Regions from separate parts of the Drosophila melanogaster genome. Here regions 1 and 3 are each linked to region 2. Evidence: chromatin contacts called from public Hi-C data. All regions are on one chromosome and are shown on one strand. The core of a region is the stretch at or near the end of the contact, and the rest is flanking DNA. Distances in the headings are between cores, read along the strand shown.

The links. Hi-C and Micro-C count contacts between places; a contact is called where the count stands out from the background.
Region 1: a Hi-C map of the Kc167 cell line shows a contact between it and region 2, with 4 times the contacts expected there. A contact is called at or near these places in 10 of 107 Hi-C or Micro-C datasets (the Clone 8 cell line, the Kc167 cell line, the OSC cell line and 2 more).
Region 3: a Hi-C map of the Kc167 cell line shows a contact between it and region 2, with 4 times the contacts expected there. A contact is called at or near these places in 6 of 107 Hi-C or Micro-C datasets (the Clone 8 cell line, the Kc167 cell line, the S2 cell line and 1 more).

Annotation. Positions count from the first base shown.
Region 1 is chr3R:30,804,427-30,808,185 of dm6, forward strand. wts (warts) reads right to left here and starts at 2,193. Exons shown (of 8, transcript NM_170524.2): 1 at 1,862-2,193. It overlaps dj-1beta, which reads left to right and starts at 2,691. Exons shown (of 3, transcript NM_143568.3): 1 at 2,691-2,858; 2 at 2,922-3,241; 3 at 3,308-3,552. The coding sequence starts at 2,772. The coding sequence ends at 3,464.
Region 2 is chr3R:30,764,168-30,767,388 of dm6, forward strand. zfh1 (Zn finger homeodomain 1) reads left to right here and starts at 1,759. Exons shown (of 5, transcript NM_170522.4): 1 at 1,759-2,213. The coding sequence starts at 2,117.
Region 3 is chr3R:30,825,380-30,829,080 of dm6, forward strand. It overlaps CG15544, which reads left to right and starts at 2,440. Exons shown (of 4, transcript NM_143571.4): 1 at 2,440-3,086. cindr (CIN85 and CD2AP related) reads left to right here. Exons shown (of 7, transcript NM_001276200.1): 7 at 1-1,626. The coding sequence ends at 666.

The DNA of each region.
Region 1 (3,759 bases), core at 943-3,442, 41 kb after region 2:
CTGACGATGACGCCGCTGTTTGCTGGTTTTAAGCAAAAACAACAATCGCAACATCGCCAACAAGCACAAAAACAACAATAGTAGCAGTAGTAGTAGTAGTAATAGTAGTAGTCCGTCCCACTAGTGACTGCAACAACAAAGTTTTGCACATTTCGGAGTCGTTTTTTTGGACTTTAGCTTCGATTTCAGTTGCAAGTTTTGTGGGCTTGTTTATATCATAGCTGTGTACCATAATATTTGGAAATCCGATAGAGAATCGATGGTTTACTTCCATTCTATACAAAATAGTGTATGTAGAACTGAAGTCTGCTTTTGATGGCAAGTATAAAACCATTCAATAAAGTTGCTGCTAGTTTTAGCTACTAAAGAGTATTCAAACTACAGATAGCTGTGTCACACACATTCTGCATCTCATTGCAATTAAGTTTATGAATTTTCGGCTGGCTGCCTCCACAAAGGATGAGGTCTCGATGTCCCGCCCCTTCGTTTCTTGCTTTGTGCTTCGTGTTTCGTGCTTTTGCTTTTTCGCGAGCACAAACGGGCCGCCTGAGAAATTATTGTCGCACTGACATTGAAGTGGCGGCGCTGCCTCTAATTACAAATTACAATGGGCCGCAGTTACTTGTGCCACATTTCGCATTTGCATCTTGCGTCTGTGCATTTACTGTTCTGCTCCCGCGGATTTTCCCCATTCCGTTGATTGTGTACTCTAGTCACATGCAAATCGGAGGCAGCTGCTGCCCACGGTTGCATCAACACCGCGCATACTGTCACAAAGTTGATCTCTGCTATGACTACAGTGGCTTCTGCCTATGTGGGTTAATGAAGAATATGCTCTTCCATTTCATATCCATATGTGGGGGTTATTGTTACATATCAAAGTAGCATTTTGTGATTATTAGATATTTGTGTATGACTCATTCTTTTTGCTTAAGTCCATCAAATATGAAAATTAAATTTGTTTCTAACTGGAATATTTTCATAGTTTCAAATTGCAATGATTCAAAAGTTTCCTTTATAGTAAATATCACAATTCTACAATAGTCCTCGCAGTTTCTTTTAGTAGATCTTCACTGTATTCAAATCTTGCTCCGTTTTCGCCATGTTTTCCTTGTATTCCCGCAATTACCACTATTATTATTGTTATTGCTGTTACTCTAATTGTACTACTCTCAGTTTTCGTTGTTTAATGTCTTGTTGATTTCTCGAATTTGTAATTCTTTCGACACACGAATATCGCAGCCAATTAAGCGCTGTTTCAGTTGGAAAATGGTAAGAGGAAACGGGAAAACCGAGAAAAGTGCGTGCATACATTGACCTTGCCTAATGTCGTTGGCATTCGAAATTACACTGGAATAAAGTTAAAAATTCTACGAGATTGATAGTTTTCCATGGACACCAGTACCCTCCGCCAGAAAGAGAGGGAAGACAGAAGAATTTAATCCGATTTGTGTAGCAACCTCTCGCTCGCTCTCTTTGTCTCCTCCGTTCTCCCCCACACACACACACTCGCACGCAGCCGTACTGATTTATTCCACGAGAGAGCGAGAGCGAAATATGTAAATACAGCCTGTTGCATTTGTGTGTGTGCTTCGCATTTCGTTTTCAGGCACTTTTCCGCACATTTTTGATTGCTTTTCGTGCGTTTTCCGTGCAGTTTTCCTTGCTTTTCCACACAGGCAATTGGAAATGCACACCAACACACACATGGGGCGCACACCAGCGCAGCCACACACGCACTGGCTTACACACACACACACTCGCACACATTCAACAGATATTGCATTTTCTTTTTGGACTGGAAGATACGCAAATTCCAGCTGCAAACGTTGCATTTTCACCAGGCATTTTCCGCAATTACCTTCTTCGCGTTTTCCACGTTTTCCACGCAATTTCCTCGCTTTTCGCCTCTTTGTTCTCGCCTTTTTCGCGTTTCCCACACACGGCACTTATTGCTTTTCCTCTTTTTCTCCGTTTTTCCTTGCCTTTTGACGACAATTCGCTGATATTTGCCGACGTATTTTCACTTGATTCACTCGCGTTCGCAACCCATCACTTTTCGCGTGCATTCAATCGCATTTTTCAGGCATTTCCGATGCGCGTTTGGCTTAAATTTAGTAAAATTAATTCGTGGTTTTGTTGCTGCCGTCGTGCTAGATATGTTCACATATCGATAGACCGATATCGATAGACAGAGATCTAGGGAGGAGCAGCTGTACTTGGTCTGGCAACCACATCAGGTATCGATAGGATTTGACCGTGGTATATAAACATCGATATTATACTGAAAACAAATATAAAAATATTTCAGTGATCAGTTTATATAAATTTATGTAATACGACAGAATATAGAGAGCAAGTAAATGTTATCGGTTTTAACTTAAAGAACAAGACTTGTTAGAATTGTTAATGAGGTTTCAAACCATTTCTGTGTAGCACGTAGCATAGACGCAATCCTTTTCTCATATAAATAAAATCAACTGATTTCAAAGTCTTAATATTTTAAAATATAATGCAGAACATTGTTTTGAGTAAGAATGAAAATATTAACTTCCTGTGAAAAACAGAAGTTTTAAATGCATCAAATTAGTCGCCTAACTGCAAGTCAAACCAAATTATACAAGTGTTTTAGTTTGCCGCTCAGTTTTTGAAACCTCGATAAGGAAAACTCAAAGCTGCGTTCCAGAACAGCGCTATCGATAAGCTATCGTATCTGCATGGTTTTCTTTGGATTTCCTCAAATTTCAAGGCACTTTTCTAAGTTTACCAAGATGTCGAAAAGCGCGCTGGTGATTTTGGCTCCCGGAGCGGAGGAGATGGAGTTCATCATAGCCGCCGACGTTCTGAGAAGGGCGGGCGTAAGTGCTCTCAACCTTTCCATTAAATCACTCTGTTCTATACTTATACTTACTATATGATAGATCAAGGTCACCGTAGCCGGTTTGAATGGCGGGGAAGCGGTGAAGTGCTCGCGGGATGTGCAGATCCTGCCGGACACCTCGCTGGCCCAGGTTGCCTCGGATAAGTTCGATGTGGTGGTGCTGCCCGGCGGACTGGGTGGCTCCAATGCCATGGGGGAGTCCTCGCTGGTCGGTGACTTGCTGCGCAGCCAGGAGTCTGGTGGCGGACTCATCGCCGCCATCTGTGCCGCGCCCACCGTTTTGGCCAAGCACGGCGTCGCCTCCGGGAAATCCCTCACCTCGTATCCCTCAATGAAGCCCCAGCTGGTGAATAACTATAGGTATACCACCTCTTAAGTTTATTTTCCCATGATCTTCATCCCATTTCTTTTGATTATTTCTTTAAGCTATGTGGACGACAAGACGGTGGTCAAGGATGGCAATCTGATCACCAGTCGAGGTCCTGGCACCGCCTACGAGTTCGCCCTCAAAATCGCCGAGGAGCTGGCGGGCAAGGAGAAAGTCCAGGAGGTGGCCAAGGGTCTTCTTGTGGCCTACAACTAACATATTTACACTTATTTATGAAAACAGATTGTTTCAAGAGCAACTCATGCAAACAACAACTGAATTAAAATAAAATTATTCAAGACAGAAGTTGTGATTCAATTTTATATTTGCTATTTGAAAGAAGTTTAAATGGAGAGCTAGGAAATGGCATGTTGTTAAAGATATATTAAAGAAATTTATTTAAGTGAATTTAAATGTCATTATTTGAAGCAAACGGTTTTCATTTAATTAGTTTTGAGCGAAGTATAATTCTATCATAATGAATCAACTGAACTGCGTTAAAATAAATTGT
Region 2 (3,221 bases), core at 509-3,008:
GCTTCTCATTAAACACCCACGCCACCTCACACAGATACTCAACACACGCGCACGCGAGTGAACGGCAACTAATTAACATACAAAATGAATGCGAGGCAACAAAAAAAAAGCGGCCTCTCCGGCGGCTATCTCTCTCTCCCTCTCTCTCGCTTGCACCGCCGGCGCTCTCTTTCCCGCTCATGGCAGTACGTTTCAAGTGAGAAAATTATGAAGCTCCACCTATTTTACACTTACACACACGTAGCGACCGCGTTTGTGAGTGTATGGGTGTGTGAGGGAGAAGGGGGAACACATGTTAACCGCATTAAAAATTAATGTACAAATTGTTTATTATGTTGTCGAGTCCGCCTTTTGTTTTTGCTTTTTATCAAAGAGAGCATGTTTCGCTTTTTTTTTCGATAACACAATTTCTGTTACCATAAATATCTTTTTATCCATTTATACTTTTAGTTTTCAAATCTATATGTTTCTTTGAGCAGCAAAATATAAAGTACAAAAAAAGCAACATCCCAAGGGGCCGCCAAAACTTGTTGATGGAGCCAAAGAATCAAGCCACTCGCATTCTGCTCTCTTCGTTAGAATTCTTCGGTTGTCCGGGATCTCTTGGATCTCTGTTCTTCTGTCATTTTGTAGACGTGTCCATTGATGGACATTCTCAAGAACTCGCCCATCAGCAAACGATGTCATTAATGTGTGGCAATCGCGGAACGATTTCGGTATTTCTTACTCGGAAATCGCAGCAGAGGAAATTTTGCAATCGCAAGTGCAAATGATTTTGTCCGTTAACGCAGCGATGTGGCCAGGAAAGGGTTAAGGGATTCCCTGGAAAAAAGAAATCCCCTTTATCTCGCACCGCCAAATTTACCCGAAAGAAAAACGATCGAAAGCTTTCTTGAGTGGGGAATTAATCATAGCGATATGCATACATATGTGTGTAATTCCCACACGGGGAATATTTTGTCATAAACTTGATTTACCGGAAAGACTTAAAAAATTATAATACAAGTATATAATTAAACTATCTTATTGCTGTTCAATTCTGGGAATTTCAGATAATTCCTATTTATTGTTGAGTATTAAACTGTTTATTAAAAATATTTCCTAATTATAACAATTAAATATGTAAATCACTTAAGCTCTACACTTTAATATTGATACCCAGCAGCACAGAGTATTAATAAAATAACACCGAAATAAATTTGACGGTTGGCGGAAAAGTTAATGGAAAGACTCATAAGTCGCTTTATCAATAAAAACGAAATTTTGTGCAAATGTTAATATAGTCAAATCCCGCATAACGGCCATATGTTTACGAGCAGCACGATGAACAAAAGAGGCCACCCTTACGTAGTGCTTACGTCACGGGATAACCGAGAGGAGCGGCACTAACAGCGCTTAACATTTACGATATGCGATAACAGAGAGCTGTTATGTTAAGAATGAAGCGCTCTCGCTTCTCTGGCACCACCACCAACACACCACCCATCAGAGCATTAGAGCACCAACCACACTACCCCCGCCCGAATCACCTCGTACATCGGAACGGTGAACCGTTACACCGTTATATTATGCTGGTGGTGGCACGGAGCACACACACAAACAGCGCCGCCCTCTCTCACTCGCTCTCCGTGGAAACGTAGAACCCCGCCGTATCGCCCTCGCCCGAAACTCACAGTTCGCATCCGACGGATTCGGTAGAGGACGTCGGTCTCTGTTTCGTTCTCGGATTTGGCTTGATGCTTCGAAACTTAGAACTCTGAATTCAGTTGCATCGTAGACGTCGCGACGGCAGCACACGCGTCGCTCACCCACAGAGAAAACTCTGAGCAGCACACAGTAGAATCACGCAGATATAGAACGCAGATCAGTGAAATCGCCCACAAAATAAAAACAAACGCGACACTCGCAGCGGCGCATCGCGAAGAAAAATCCCAGTGTTTCCCATGTTCGAAAGATAAAAAACCCAAGGCCCTTGCCCAAATGGCCGCCACAACACGTGTGTGCTCTATAAGAAAGAAATAACGCCGAGCCCAGAAGAACCCACTAGCCAACTAGCCAACTAGCCAAACAAACTATCCGCATCAAAGTAGAGCAAGTGTTGCAACAAGCATTCCAAATGTTGTCCTGTCTGGCGCCGTCGTCTTCACGTTTCGGCCAAGAGGATACCATCATTCAGCAGAGCATGCCCTCCACCTCCCCCTTCGCCATGCAGTGTAAGTGATCAGAACGCGGATCTGGAGCACAGATCTCGGGTGATTCATCCGCAAACCGCCTCCATTATCACCAATCAGCCGTGCCATAGAACTTTGTGTTCAAGTGATTCGCGCGCCAAGACTCGGTAGCTTCGATTTGAAGATCCCCACATGCAAGCTTAGCAGTTTCCCAGAAACCATCCGCCATCTTGGGTATATGTGTGGTCTCCACCTTCAGGGGATCATAAGAATGAGTAGCTATAGAAAAACAAACTCATAAACGGCGAGTAAGGATCGAGGCAGGTCTCGAATTACCATTACCTACTCCTACGCAGAGAACGGGCTCCGGTTCTCAAAAAGGAGAGAGCGAGCCCGAAACCGAAAAAGTTTGCCCGATCAGCACACTGAGAGAAAACTGGGTCACTTTGTGCAACTTCTATACGCTTTGAGAACTTAAAGAACTTATTGTTGTTCAACTATAATCATTCGCTGGTTTTCAGCTACGAAAGTCCTTTTCCATGAGCTAAAACTACAATATAGTTAAAATTAGTACGGTTTAACATGGCAGATCATTCGATTTCTTATATCTATTGGTCATATCACGCTCTTCACACATGAAAGTCGGCCAGTCGATCTTGAATAATGGCATTATTCCCTGCATTGCATAGCATAGCCACCTCTCTGTTCCTCCCAGTGGCCGACCAATTGCAGCCACATCTCAATTTGATTTGTTGGCACCGCCGAAACAGCACCGCCGCCTTGCCAGTAATCTCCACCCACCGAGAACCAGGTAGAGCTACCCCTGACCAGGAAAACCGCATGCGCAGGCTGAAACAGCAGACGACAGGTAGCTAACTTGGCCAACACCATTACCGCGATGCCGCACCTCCATTTAAGAACCTGTTTTATGGCCATATTGCTGGTCGCTTGCCACTCTGTTTATCGAGTGTAAACAAAGCATAAAACTGTCAGTGGGCAGAGCTCATCGGTTGAAATGGAAGGTGTGAGAAAGAGCCGAAATTAATTGAA
Region 3 (3,701 bases), core at 1,190-3,689, 62 kb after region 2:
CAGTTGGCCAAACCCAAGCCACGTGAGTGGGAGAAGAAGAAGGCGCCTTGGATGGAGGAGCTGAAGGCCTCGCAGGTCACCAGGAAAAAGACCTCACCCAGTGTGGAGCCACGAGGAGCTTCGGTGGCCGAAAGGACATCCAAACTCTTTGCGGCCGAGCAAGCTGTCAGCAGCAATAGCAGCAGTATCACAACGAAAGTCCAATCTTCAGCGGTGACCTCCTCCATGTTTGTGGAGAACTCAACGACCAGCAGCTCGGTGATCACCAGTAGCTCCCACACCACCACCAACGATGCCATCATGTCGCGCAGCTTGTCGGCTGCCAAAGTCCAAACCGCCAGCAGCGACGAGGAGACGAGAGCCACAAGGCCAAACAGTCTAGCTATACGAAATCAACGAAGTGTTTCGCCTCTGGTAAAGAGCTCCAATGCCAGCAGCTCGCAGTCCCAGGAGGAGAAGCCCACCAGCCAGCTGAACAACCACCAGGATGCCAGTTCCTCAAGGGTGGCCCAATTGGAGCAACGGGTGGATAAGCTGGAGGGGCTGGTGCTAAACCAACAGCGAACCATTGAGGAGCTGGTAAATGCCCTGAAATCGGAAGCTGAACGCGTCAAGATTTTGAGGAGCGAACTGGACAAATACGCGCAGTGCGTGACGCAAGTTTGAGCCTAGTTGAATCGCCTTTTAGCTAGCTTTTGAATACTTGATTTTTAGCGTCTGCTGAACTCTACAATATACCCAGGCCTAAAAGCGTAGAACGTAGTAGAGTAGAGACCGAACCCAAGACAATCCCAAATATCTGTACTCTGTGTTCTGTACTTATATACCAGAATGATCTATCCAAAACCACTAGCGATCAATCGTTTTTGCATGCCAAAACCGTTTCGTTTTTCGCTACAATACTTTGTATTCCCCTGTATATCTGATAATTTCGATAAGTATTTTTTATACACTCGTACATTCCGAAGAGCAAAAGGGTGTGATTTCTTTTAGCTGCTTTCGATTGCGATTTGTTTTGTTTATTCGATTTATGATTATTTTTTAAAGATGTATTAAAGTTATGAGTAAACTGTACTATAAACTATATACCTAACGAGAGAGAAACATACAAAGTTCGATGGAGTCGATGATGATGCCTAAAACTTAAGCAATACCAATAAATAATGCAAATAAATACTTCAATGTTTTCTGAATGTTTTTCATTTTCTTATTTCGATGTGATTCTGCTTTTATTTTTTTCTAAATGACTGATATAGATAGTTAGCGATGTAGAGAATCCACATATCTAAGCCCGGATAATAAACTAACCTTTTTGATAAAATTTCTTTTTCATAACAGCAAGCAAACTCGTCGCGGGAAATTCGACAATTGGATGTTTTAATTGATCAGCGGATCAGATCAGCCGTTAGATCGAACGATCCAGATATATTAGATATTTATAACCCAGACCCGCCTGTACAGAATATTCCTTTTTCTTTTGTGATAAGCCTCCGCATAACCAGCTTTGTAGTCTAATCAAATCAATCTGCGTAGCTAGCCACCCGCAATTCCCGATTGTTAGCAAATATGTTGTGGTTTACTTGGAAATATCGCATTTTGTATGGCTTAACATGTAAATATTATTGTAAATTAATATGGGATATTAAATAAACATTTCATATTTAGTAAAACAAATGCCAAATCTAGTTCAACTATCAGTGGCTGATGGGGGGGACTTGTATTCTATTTATTTTTGTTATCAATTTCCATCTAAACGTTTCTACATGCTGACAATATCACGCTTTAAAGTTCACGCTTAGACCTTGCACCTTGGCCTGCTATACAAAATTTTTTTATTCAAAATAGCTTAACATCTATTACTTTTGTTATGGTTAAAATAAATATTGGGGACCAAATCAATTTTGCCTTGGTTCATGTCTTTGCTAATATATCATAGACACATTTTACATTTTACTTTTTATGTAAAATAATAAGCTTCGATCATGTTGAAGTAATTTAAATTGTTAATAAGTAATTAATTAAATCAGGAAAATAAAAATATGCGTGAATATTATTTTTTTTCCATATTTCCATATTTTATTCTTAAGAATATAGATAGAATCTAGATATAATTAAACTGTATAAAATTCTGGACTTAGAAATCAGCTTTGGTCAAGTGTCCACGCGACATGACTTCAAGCCATCATCAAATGTGCGAATCTTGGCGAGCACAAACTGATCGAGAGAGTCTGACTTTGGGGAGCGATTTGTTTGCTGGCGGATTTATGTTTGTACTTGCGCTTTTTGCTTCGCCTTTCGTGTTTTCGGTTTTTGCCTTGGCACTTGGCTGTGTTCTGTTGTGAATGTGGCTTAAACCTGGTGTTTGAGCCAAGTCGTACGCGACCGCTCTCGGAGCTTTTCAGCCTGGCTTCTTGGGCGACTTATCAGTTTCTGATCGCTGTGGGAATTCAGTTAATTGTGGACGCTGTAGCCAAACGGACGCATGCGCGGCGCTCGAGAGACTTTCCGAGTTTTTCCTGAATAAAATCACTACGTGTTTCTGGTCGTGAAAGTATCTTTTTCAGTTAGGCAGTGCACTCTGCAGTGGCCCCACCCTTCCCCCCTATTTCTCAAGCCTCAAGTCAAAACAGAAACGCGAGCAAACACAGCTGAAAACCTATTTAAGGACCGTTCCAAAAACCAAGGATACATTTCAAAGACCTCTTTCGATCAAGTCAGTTAAATACAGAGTTTTCAGAGTGTGTGTCTGTGTGCGTGTGCCAGTGTGTGTCTTTCAAGTGTGTGCCTTAATCCATTCAATGTAATTAAACCCAAATCAAAACAAAGTATAGTAAGTCCGCGAAACGAGCAAATACAAATACTTTTGAAAGAGCCATAAACAAATCGCAGTCTGCGAAATCCGTTCAAAGCTCGCGCCAATATTGCTCCAATTTGAGAAAACGGCTTAGCAACAATTGCATTGAACAGTCGAACACAAAAACTGAAGCCTAAAACAGCAACAACCACCCGTAAATATAGAAAGCTTAACAATCAAATCCAACAACAACGACAACGAGGGATTAAAGCCACTAACAGCTATAAATGTGGTGGGTGCATTATTGGTAAGCTCGGCGGGTTTGGTAAAAAGTAACGGTTAATAATATGCCACACAGTAAAAAAAAAGTGACGAACATTACGGATTTGCAAAGATGTGTATTTAAATTTTAACGCCACCAAATACGTGACTTTTGGAGCATCGAGAAAATAATATTTACACTGTAACTATTTAAAATATTTATTAAAGCACATTTAAATGTTTTATAATTTCTAAAAGCAAATGAAAACTGGTGTTGATTTTATTCTTCAATTTTCTGAATATAATTTTCGCATTATTATTATTAGTTATTTGAGAGAATAATTCAAAAGTAAGCTGATATCTGAAATAACGTATCTTTTTATTAGTGCTACGAAAATTTTGTCTGTGCAGGAACAAAATCGCAAAGTGTACATATAGATCGCTATACTGCCAAATGGCTAAAATTGGCCAAATCCAAAGAGTTTTTATGCGCAAACGCGTTTTTTATGTTTTTAGGATTTTCCTCCCGCTTTTTGCGAATTTTTTTTTTGTTGGTTTTCGTTTGTTTTGCACTCGGTTTGTTACTCAAATTTTTTGCTGCTGAGTTTTAATTTTTGTTACAGTTTTTTCTGCATTTTGGTAGAGT